2 separate regions of the Oryctolagus cuniculus genome follow, and region 2 is linked to region 1. A link is a contact called in public Hi-C data. All regions are on one chromosome and are shown on one strand. The core of a region is the stretch at or near the end of the contact, and the rest is flanking DNA. Distances in the headings are between cores, read along the strand shown.

Evidence for each region. Hi-C and Micro-C count contacts between places; a contact is called where the count stands out from the background.
Region 2: a Hi-C map of psoas muscle shows a contact between it and region 1, with 6 times the contacts expected there. The contact joins the enhancer-like site here to the promoter of COL3A1 in region 1. A contact is called at or near these places in 2 of 6 Hi-C or Micro-C datasets (psoas muscle and skin fibroblasts).

What each region holds. Positions count from the first base shown.
Region 1 is chr3:51,421,154-51,426,149 of mOryCun1.1, reverse strand. COL3A1 (collagen type III alpha 1 chain) reads left to right here and starts at 2,346. Exons shown (of 51, transcript XM_002712333.5): 1 at 2,346-2,736. The coding sequence starts at 2,661. LOC138848960 (a long non-coding RNA gene) reads right to left here. Exons shown (of 2, transcript XR_011387204.1): 2 at 2,545-4,996.
Region 2 is chr3:51,542,049-51,547,410 of mOryCun1.1, reverse strand. It overlaps the pseudogene LOC100354939. Among named protein-coding and RNA genes, the nearest start is that of COL3A1, 120 kb to the right of the region's middle. Within about 2 kb of position 3,545, at least 2 of the 8 cell types and tissues checked have an H3K27ac peak or open chromatin away from gene starts, as enhancers often do.

The DNA.
Region 1 (4,996 bases), core at 1,097-3,596:
AACAGCCCCTGGCCTCTCGAATTCATCACAGCTGTGCTCATGCAGCTCTTCCCAAGCTCCCACTGTCGAACGAGTGCACTGGAGAAGATCTGAAACCTTGGGTTGATAATCTACCACACCCTGCTTTGCCTCATCTTTCCAGCCACTCACTTGTCAAGGAAGAGCCAGATTAGTCAGTGTTTCAGTTGGTGCGGGTACTTAGATGTTTTTTTTTAAACCACAAATGCCATCCAGAAAGCAAAATGACATGTTTATACATACTGGTTCATATCAGTGAAATCAGGGAGGTAAAGAAACAAATGTTTGTCTTGATTCCCATGAGGATCTCAGCTCCTGGAGTGCATAAATAGGATTCACTAGCATATGTATTTCTTCCATTTGAGACAACAGCTCAGATCCACACCCAGCTAGTCACTGTAGTAAGAAACAGTTTGACACAAGGAGGGGGAGTAGGATCTGGAACACTAAACCCTAAGGATCCTGCTGCAGAACCCCAACATGTTTAAGGCAATGAAGAATGACAAATCAGAAAACCTGGAAAAGGAGATCTCCAGGTGCCTCCTGAAGACTTTATAATACAAGAATGTTTCCATATGCACAATTTAGCTAAGTTTTCTTAAATGAGAGAATCAATCATGATTGTTTCTCATGTGTGTAAGACTTTTATTTGAATGACTAGACAAATCAAGGTTTTTAGGACAAATTGCAATGGAAGTTTTGCATGTAAAGTCTGAAATAAAGCATTAAAATCTTTTTAAATGGCAATTTTCTAATTTTATTTTATTTTTGTTTAGAAAATAACAAAGAAATTCAATAAACTTCAATTTTATTGACTATCTAAAATAGGATCAATCCTTTTAATATAGAAAGATGGATTTTTATGTAAGTACCAAAGATACTATGAGAAAAATTCATCATGATTCTGAATTTATCTGAACACGCAATAGTTTTTTTTTAAGTAGAGGATGAAGATGATTGGAAGTCAGAGAATTACGTATAACAGTCTTCTGCCCTCCCAACATTACTGTGATGATCCAGTAGGAAAGCTTTTAGTCGTGACCATTCTCAACAGTTCCTTTTCCCCCCTCAAGCAGTGACTCTCCAATCTAAAATCAGAATATGCACAGGAGATTGATCTTGTTCTAGTCCTCTCGGCCACTATCAGATGATGCCATCTATATTGGAACGTCTTGGTTTATGATCCCTTCGAGTAGAGATACAAGGAGGCAAGTGTTCCGATCTCCACGCTTACAAAATTTATGTATACCTCAAATTGAGTAAAATGAATTAGGAGAAATAGAAAGATGAAAACAAACTTAAAGGATATGATTTTGCTGCGAAGGAAAGGTTTCAACTGGGTCATTGAGAAATGACTTCCATGAATTGGTGTGAAGTGGTGAGATTTTATGTGCACATGCATGGAGAAAGAAATGATCAAGTTAATATGGAAAAGTTAAATGCATGTGACCTTGACTAGAGCTTAAATGCCCCATGTATTTATTATTGTGGTGCAAGGAAATATCTTGATTACTAGAAATGCCTTGATGCCATGACCAAGTGTAGTCTCTGAAAAAGATTTATCAAAGACTTAGCAATGGTTTTGCTCCCTTTTCAAATGTCATCCAGAAATTACTTCTTAGGTCCAGAAATACATTGGAAAGCTATGCTGGTGAGGGTTTGGAAAGCATACATATGAAAATCTAAATTTAGAAATATTTATACTAATCTTTATAACCATGCATATAAATGAGAATTTCTTCTGGTATTCTTTTTCTGTTCCATGTGATAAACTCTTTCTTCCAGTTTCTTACAAAGTCGAGACACAAAAGACTGAATTTTTCCTCTAGAAAATGTTTTCTGGTTTTACCAAGCAGCATAAAAGTTAGAAGTTTCACAAGAAAGCACTTTGGCTTGCTAAAGAAATTTTTGAGGAATGGAAACAGCTATAGATAAGTATCTAACTTTTAGGATGCCATTCGAACAGAGATCAGACACTTAGTGTTTTGACTTTAGCATAAAATTTAACTTCCAGACCTCGGGGTTCATGGATGAGAGTAAGGGGGTTTTCTTTCGGTTAATCTCTCACTGTTCCTTATTTAAATTGAGTTAGGGTGCGTTCTGCAAAATCCCAGTATACAAATCCAGGAAAGTAAGGTTTGCAAAATTAGCCATATTCAAGAAATATGCATCAAACAATTTCTCAAAAGTGTGAAGCTGTTAATATGATACAGGGAGATAAAAAATGCATACATTTAATTCTCATGTAGTGAAACACAAACAGAATATTCTGTATGTGTTCTGAAGTTATGCAAACATGCATTAGACTAAAATAAATAAAAAACTCTCACACAGTACATGCACACAAACTCCAGATGTACTATTTTTCTTACTCTGTGGTTTGTGTCTTCTATAAGGGCAAAGAAATATTAATCATTTCTTTTACTGCTAAGGGGATGGGTGCCGCTCTCATATTTCAGAAAGGGGCTGGAAAGTGAGGGAAGCCAAACTTTTTCCTATTTAAGGCCAAAGCAAAGGAATCCCAGTGGCTGAGTTTTATGACAGGCCCGGTGCTGAAGGGCAGGGAACAACTGATGGTGCTACTTTGAACTGCTTTTCTTTTCTCCTTTTTGCACAAAGAGTCTCATGTCTGATATTTAGACATGATGAGCTTTGTGCAAAAGGTAACCTGGTTACTTCTTGCTCTGCTTCATCCCACTGTTATTTTGGCGCAACAAGGTAAGTAGCTACTGATTTCAGAAAATGTTATGGGGTTTTGTTTTTACTTCATACAAAGAGATACAAAGAGGGAAAGCAGCCTCCTAAAATAATTTCTTCTAACATTTCCAACTGCGAAACGTTCACCGTGATTGTGTGTTTTACCTTTGTTTAAAAAGAATAATGTCTTGTGTGTTTTTGAAAGTTTTGGGTTGTTTCAGATAAAGCTTTTCTTGTACTAACTATTTTCACATTAAAGGCATTGGAAACTCTTTAAAAGGCTTTGTAAGTCTCCCCTCCTGGACCGTTAACATCTTGGAATGTTTTCCTAGGCTGTCTGGAAGTTACTGGTCTTTTGTAATAATTTTATGTCCTCCTCTGCATGCTGCATTCTTTGTAAGGCTGGAATATTGGGCATTGTTTTCCCAAGAAGATAATAGTTAGAAATAGCATGCATTCAGAGCATTCTAATATTAGGCGCTATGCATTAGTAGAATCATTTCACCTTTTTCTGCGAAACAGCAGCAAGGTAAAGTCTACCAACTTTCTTTTAATGAGTTCAAACTGCTAAAACTGTTCCAACACCCTTGCTTTTTCTTGTTCTGTTTCAAGCACTTACAATGATTAATCCAGCTTTTTCTAGTAGTTTACTGTTAAGGGTTTACTGTGTTCTGCATGTTCCACGTTTCAACTGTGTCTGCATTACTGAAGAGATTACTTTTTTCAACAGGCATGTTTTGGCTTTTCTACAAGCAGGGAAAACATATCAGTAGTGTTTGACTTCAAAAAACTGATTTCATTTATGTTCTGATGAGTTCATAGAATGGATTTCATAGTTTAATTGCCCCAAAACCATTTGTCTCTTTATGTGAAAATGTTTCTTAATTCCTATGTTCTTCACAGTTAGGGAAACCAGGTAAACTGAAATACACACCTTCACAGTATAAATATTTAAGAGGTAAATTTAAAGCTAGCCAGAAGTTATTAGACAAGAATTTGTATTTTTACCTACTGCATTTCTGTAATTTTTGCAAACATGTTGTATTATGATAATGAGATTTTTGCTATTGTTGTTTATAATTTCAAATATCAGTGGTGCCAAAAAGGTAATCTATGTCAGTTGGTGAGGGGCAATGCCCAGTGATGTTTCTTTACTTATAATCAGCCCATGATCACAAAAGAGAAACACCCATATTCCTTGTCTGCTTGGTTTCCTCTCCCCCTTATCCCTCGCCTCTCTTCCCAGCCCCTCCTTTTCTCTCCACCCCTTCTGGCTCCTTTCAACCCCCCCCCCCCCATTTCCTCTCTTTACCCTCTCCTATCCCTAAGCAAGTCCATCTCTACTTACTCATGGCTCCTCCTCCACCACCCCCTCCCTCTCACGTGTCCTTCTTATGTCTCCATTTTCCTTCTCTCACCCCTGAGTCCTCGCCTTTCCTCTCCTTGAATTTGCAATCCTGTTTCCCTTCCTTTCCCTCTCCCCTTTCCTTTCTTTTAATGTCCATTGCAATTCTGGGTCCTTCCTTGGTAAGCTTAGTGATAAGCACCTCCCAACACCCCCAATAAAGTCTTCTTTGAGTTCTTAAATTCTTCTCACTTCTGGGGAGGGGTTGATGGTGATTGGGTGGGGAAGGGGGAAACAAGGCTGGGGAGGAATCACAGAGTTCTTATTTACTGAATAGGTTAAAAACCATTGGTTTTTGTTCCAAAGATTGACAAAACATTTGTGGTTTCCTAATGGTGACAAGCACAATGAGAGATAAGCACTATGGCTATTTTTCTTCTCATTTCAACTTATGAGAAAAAAAAAAAGTCTGATAACTGTATTATCTTGCCATCACATAAATTCTTTTTCTTCTTCCTTTTCTCTTTAACTACAAAAAAATAATAAAGAGCTACAAAACTTTGCTAATACATTTTAAACTTTCAAGAAGATGAAAGGAATTTTGTTTGGCTTATTATTTTGTTTGTGATTTTAAAAATAGCTTTGGTGTTTTACATGTATATTATGTTCTCTATACGTTTTAGAAGAAAATTCTGCTGGTGGATTAGCTCTGGGGAGATTACAGGAGGTGGCTGTTATGTAGCACCACAAAAACAATCTTGTCCCGGGTAGGGGTTTCTTGTACCCCTATATGTCCAGATAAACTCAGAAACAGCACAGTACTAAGGAACACTAGCTTGTGGTCTACTAACAGGAGTTTTCTGGAGCATAAAACATGTATTCACGAAGCATGTTGGCCTTTTTACAAATTCATGAAAGTTGTACTTAATCCTTGTG
Region 2 (5,362 bases), core at 2,296-4,795, 120 kb before region 1:
GATGGATAGACCAATGGAACAGAATTGAAACACCAGAAATCAATCTGAAAATAAAACAAGATGAAAATTTCATTTTGATAGCATCAAAAAGAATACATAATATCACAATAAATTTTAAGTACAAAATTTATATTCTCAAGCTTATAAAATGTTGTTGAAACAAATTTAAAAAACATCTAATGGGGGGCCAGTGCTGTGGTGTAGCAGATTAGGCCACCACCTGCAGCGCCGGCATCCCATATGGGTGCCAGTTCCAGACCTGGCTCTACTTCCAATCCAGCTCCCTGCTAATGCACCTGAGAAAGAGTGGAGGATGGACCAAGTGCTTGGGTCCTTGTACCCACGTGAAAGATCCAGAAGAAGCTCTAGACTCCTGGCTTCAGTCTGGTTCAATCCCAGCTATTATGGCCATTTGAGGAGTGAACCAATGGATGTAAGACCTATCTCTATGTCTCTCTCTCTCTCTCTCTCTCTGTAAAACTGTGCCTTTCAAATAAATAAAATAATTTTTTAAAAATATCTAAATGATTGAGGAAAATATCCCATATTCATTATTGGAAGTTATAACATTACAACAATCAACAGTTCCACAGAGTGATAACTTATTCAACTGATATGAGAATCTTGGCTGAATTCTTTGTACAAATTGATAGGTTGATTCTAAAATTTCCATATAATTTCAGGGAACTTGGAATAGTCAAAACAACTCTGCAAACAGAATCAAATAGGAAGACACATTTCATAATTTCAAAATGTAGTACAAAGTAACACTCTTCAGGCAGGACTGTGTGGGACTAGCCTAACAAAAGATATATCAATCAATGAAATAGAATTGACAGTCCAGAAATAAATCTATATTTCAATGGTCAGCTGACATGGCTGCCAAAAGCAACCAATAATGAAAGAATTAACAAATAATCAGGCTGAGACAATTAGATAAAAAATTTCAAAGAATACAGTTGAACTTTTACCTCAGACTGTATATATAAAAATTAACTCAAAGTGGATCAAAGTTATAAATCTAAAAGCCAATTATATAAAATACTTAGAAGAAAATAGATAAATCTTCAAGATCTTTGGCAAATATTCCTTAATTATGATGCCAAAGTATAAGCAACAAAAACAAAAATATATAACTTGAACATCTTCAAAATTAAAGGTTTTTGTGTCTCAAAGAACCCTATACAGAAAGTGAAAGACAGTCGACATAATATTAGAAAATATTTGCCCATTATATATCTGAATAGGAACTTATATCCAGAATATATAAAGAGATCTTACAACTTAATATTAAAAAACAAGTTTTAAAAAGGGAAACGTATTTTATATATTTCTTCAAGAAAGACATAAAAATGACCAATAAGCACAAGATATAATGCTCAATAATCATTAGGAAAATGTAAGTCAAAACTTCAATAGATATCATTTCATACACATTAGGATGGCTAGAATTAAAAAGACAATTACAAGTGTTAGTGAGGTTGCTGAGAATTTCTACATGTACACATTGCTCTTTAGATTGAAAACTGGTATAGCCATTTTGGTAGTTCCTCAGATTATCAATCATAAAGTTACTATATGACATATCAATTCCATACTTAGGAATATATCTAAGAAACATGAAAATATATGCCAAAACAAAAACTTGTACTTGAATGCTTAAGGCACCATTGTTCGCATAACAAGACAAATGAGTGCCATTGATTGATAAACAAAATGGATATACCCATGCAATGAAATGGCATTCATCCATAAAAAGTGATGACATACTTATGTATCTGAAACATAGATGAATCTTGAAAATATAACTCTAACTGAAAGAAGCCAATCATAAAAGACATTATGAGATTGCATTCCCACAAAATATCTAAACAGGGAAGTCTAAAGAGTCAGAAAATTAGTGGTAGCTAGGGGTCTTGGTTGAGGGGGCAGAACTTGATAGCTAAACAGTGCTAGATTTCTTTTTACAGTAATGGAAATGTTCTAAAATTGGGCATGGAGATGGTTGCACAGTTCTGACAATATACTGACAACTACTGTATTATACATTTGAAATGGCTGATTTGTAGGGCATAGATTAAATCTCAAATAAAACTGTTAAAAATATAGTATATATACACTATGAAGTACTGGTCAGCCATAAAAAAAAATGAAATCTTGTTGTTTGCAACAAAATGGTTGCAACTGGAAACCATTATACTTATACTTAGTGAAATAAGCCAGTCCCCAAAAGACAGATATCATAGATTTTCCCTGACCAGGGGTAAAAAATAGAGGACCTAAAATGTAATGTATTGGAGTGAAATGGACATTTTGAGATTTGATGATTGTTTACAGCTCTTGCCTCTACTGTTGAGGAACATTTTTTAAAAATATTTATTGAACTCTTTACTTAGTATAGGGTTAACCTGATGAGTATAAAGTAAACTGAAAATACATCTTTGTAAAATTAAGAATGGGAATAGTAGAGGAAGGAGCAAGAAGCATTGGAGCAAGGTCAGGAGGGAAAGGATGAGAAGTATCACTATGTTCCTAAATCTGTTATATGAAATGTATGGAACTTGTATACCTTAAGTAAAATTCTAAAAATGTAAAAAAAATGATAGACTATATTAAGGGCAGGAATATGGTGCAGTGCTTTAAGCTGTAGCTTCAGACATCTGTATCCCATTTTGGAGCGCTGATTTGCGTCCACTTTGTACCCAGTTCCCTGCTAATGTGCCTGGGAAGCAGCAGATGATGACTCAAGTAGCCTTGTTCATCACACCCAAATAGAAGACCAGGATGGAGTTCAGGGCTCCTGGCTTAGACCTAGCCCATCCCTGGCTTTTGTGAGCATTTAGGAAGTGAACCAGTGGATGGAAGATTTCATTCTTTCTTTCACTCTGCCTTTCAAATAAATAACTGACTAATGAAAATAACTATTTTGAAAAAAGACTGCACTAAATTATATTTATGCATACAAAGAGCCAATACCTTATTGTCAAGACTCTAGAGTAATAAATATTTTAAAAAATCTTGAATCCACAGTAAATCAAATCAAAATAAAGCTGCAATTAACTCAAATCCAGCTCAACTATTGACACTTTATTTTTATTTGAAAAGCAGAGTGATTAGATCAATCGATAGATAGATAGATAGTAGACAGCCAGATATCTTCCACCCACTAGTTTATTCCTGAAATGGCTGCAACAAGAAGACTGGGCCAGGATGAAGCCACGAGCATGGAACTCCATCCAGGCTGTCCACATGGGTGGCAGGAACCTAAGTACTGTGCCATCTTCTGCTACTTACCAGATGCATTATCAGGAAGTAGGATTGGAAGTGGAGATGAGACTTAATCTCAGGCACTCTGATATGGCAGTGGGTATCCCAAACTATGGCTTAACCTGTGCATCATGATATTGGCAACAGATTTAAATACTTTTAGTACACTGTTGGGATGTTTGCCTTACCCAGGTCTTCAGTTTTAGCACTGATGAGGTTACTAACCTCTGCTTGTTCTTTATTCCTGAGCAGCTTGCTTTAAGCTGTGAGAGCTCTCTGCTGCTTTACACCCTGCAGTGGACTTTGGACTGCTGAGGAATTCTCTTCACTCTTCTGCCCCTGGTCTTAGAAAGCCTCTCTTCAGTCCTCTGCCTTGCCCTTGTCTTTTGGAAACCAGCCAAGGATCTCTCGACTCTCTCAAAGTGAGCTAGTCTCTGAGGGGGTTCATGGTGTTCTTCCAACTCATCCCCAGACATCTGAGCTGAGCATAGTGTGCCTGGAGGAGATGTTTCTCCTAGCTCTCCCTACCCCTCCTCCAAAGTTCCTCTGCTGGAAGACTGTAATCTCTGGGAATTTCTTTCAGTTTTCTTTCCCCACCCCTAGTTTCAGCACTCGGTAAAGATCAGAAGGAAAGAATTGGCAGCAGTACAGTTTTGTTCCATGGCTCAGGCTCCACTGGAATTTAACCTGTCATGCCAGCCCACTTGCAGCCTTGAGAAATGCCAAGTTAGGCTGGTCTTCTTCCACCCCGTCCATATGAAGGAATCCTTTTTCTCCCTCCTTGTCAGTTTTAAGAGATCTCTTGATCCTTCTTTCTTATAAAGAACTTGTCATTTTCTGGATTTTAATTTGTTTGCTTCTTGGCATTCTCTGCTCTCTGTGGGTTTTTATAAATCTGATTATGTAGTTTTTCCAATGTTTTGGTTGAAAGGGTGAGAGTGACAGTCTCTTGCAACTTCCAACGTCTCGACTTACTAAAAATTGGAGGGAGAAAAACAGGTTACAGAGACGTTTTTTAGTGTAGAGTGAGCATTTTTCCAAGTGTTAATTCTTATAAATCACACCTAAATGTTCAAGAAGCCAAGCAAGCAACAAAATATCTACACATGGGATTTTCTCATCTCAGGTACCCCTGTCTTCCCAAGAGATTCTCATAATTCTAGCATAATTCTTAATAGGCAGTCATGTTATAAAAAGAGATGTGACAAAATTCAAAGGGGGCCTTCAGAATCATATGGGCCAACTTATCCAGACGTTTGCAGTCTTATTGAATCTGTTTAGAGCATGCAGAAGTGAGTTACTTCTGCTGGGAAGGGTTCAGTAAGTTAGGAACTGAGTCATTTCTCTTGGTTACTGTGGTAAAAATGGTCAGACCCAATGATACACTAGATGGATCACAGAAGTGTGCAACTTTTGTTGAGCAATAAATTCCTCATAGGTCCCAAAAACAAAGGGTTGAGAGATATTCCATATATGCCCCAAGGACAAAAGATTGAGAAATACCTTTATATGCCCCAAGGAGTTGCCTAATGCCATAAGAATAAGGCACCATATGGCTCTTTTTTCATCGCTGATATAAAATGCACAAACCTATGGACTGTAATTGTCTCATGTGGAAAATTCCTCATATCTCACCTCTAAAATTGACTGATAAATGTCAAGTATTCTTCTGAAACCAATAAAAGGATAAAACAAGGAACTAATGCATCCAACTGAGTTCTTGATATGTTATATTTTCCAAGTATAGATTTCTCAGCTTACTTCTTGGGCCTTTAATAAATGAAAAGAATTATTAACAGTGACCATGGAGTCACTGCTTATAATAAATCATTCCCTAATAATAATAACACTTATGTAATACTTAGTATATTCCAGCTACCAATTTAGTTATTTACATGTAAGTCTTGACCAAGAAAAGAGAACCTTATGATCTATGTACAATTGTTACCTCAATTTGACAGATTAGCAAATTGAGTCCAGAAATGGCCAACATTTGCTCATGCCCCAGATAATGGTAGAGTTGTATCCCTTGCTCATAGATTTAAAAAAATGAATTTTGTTACTATCCAGCTGCAATTTTAACTCAATAAATTGT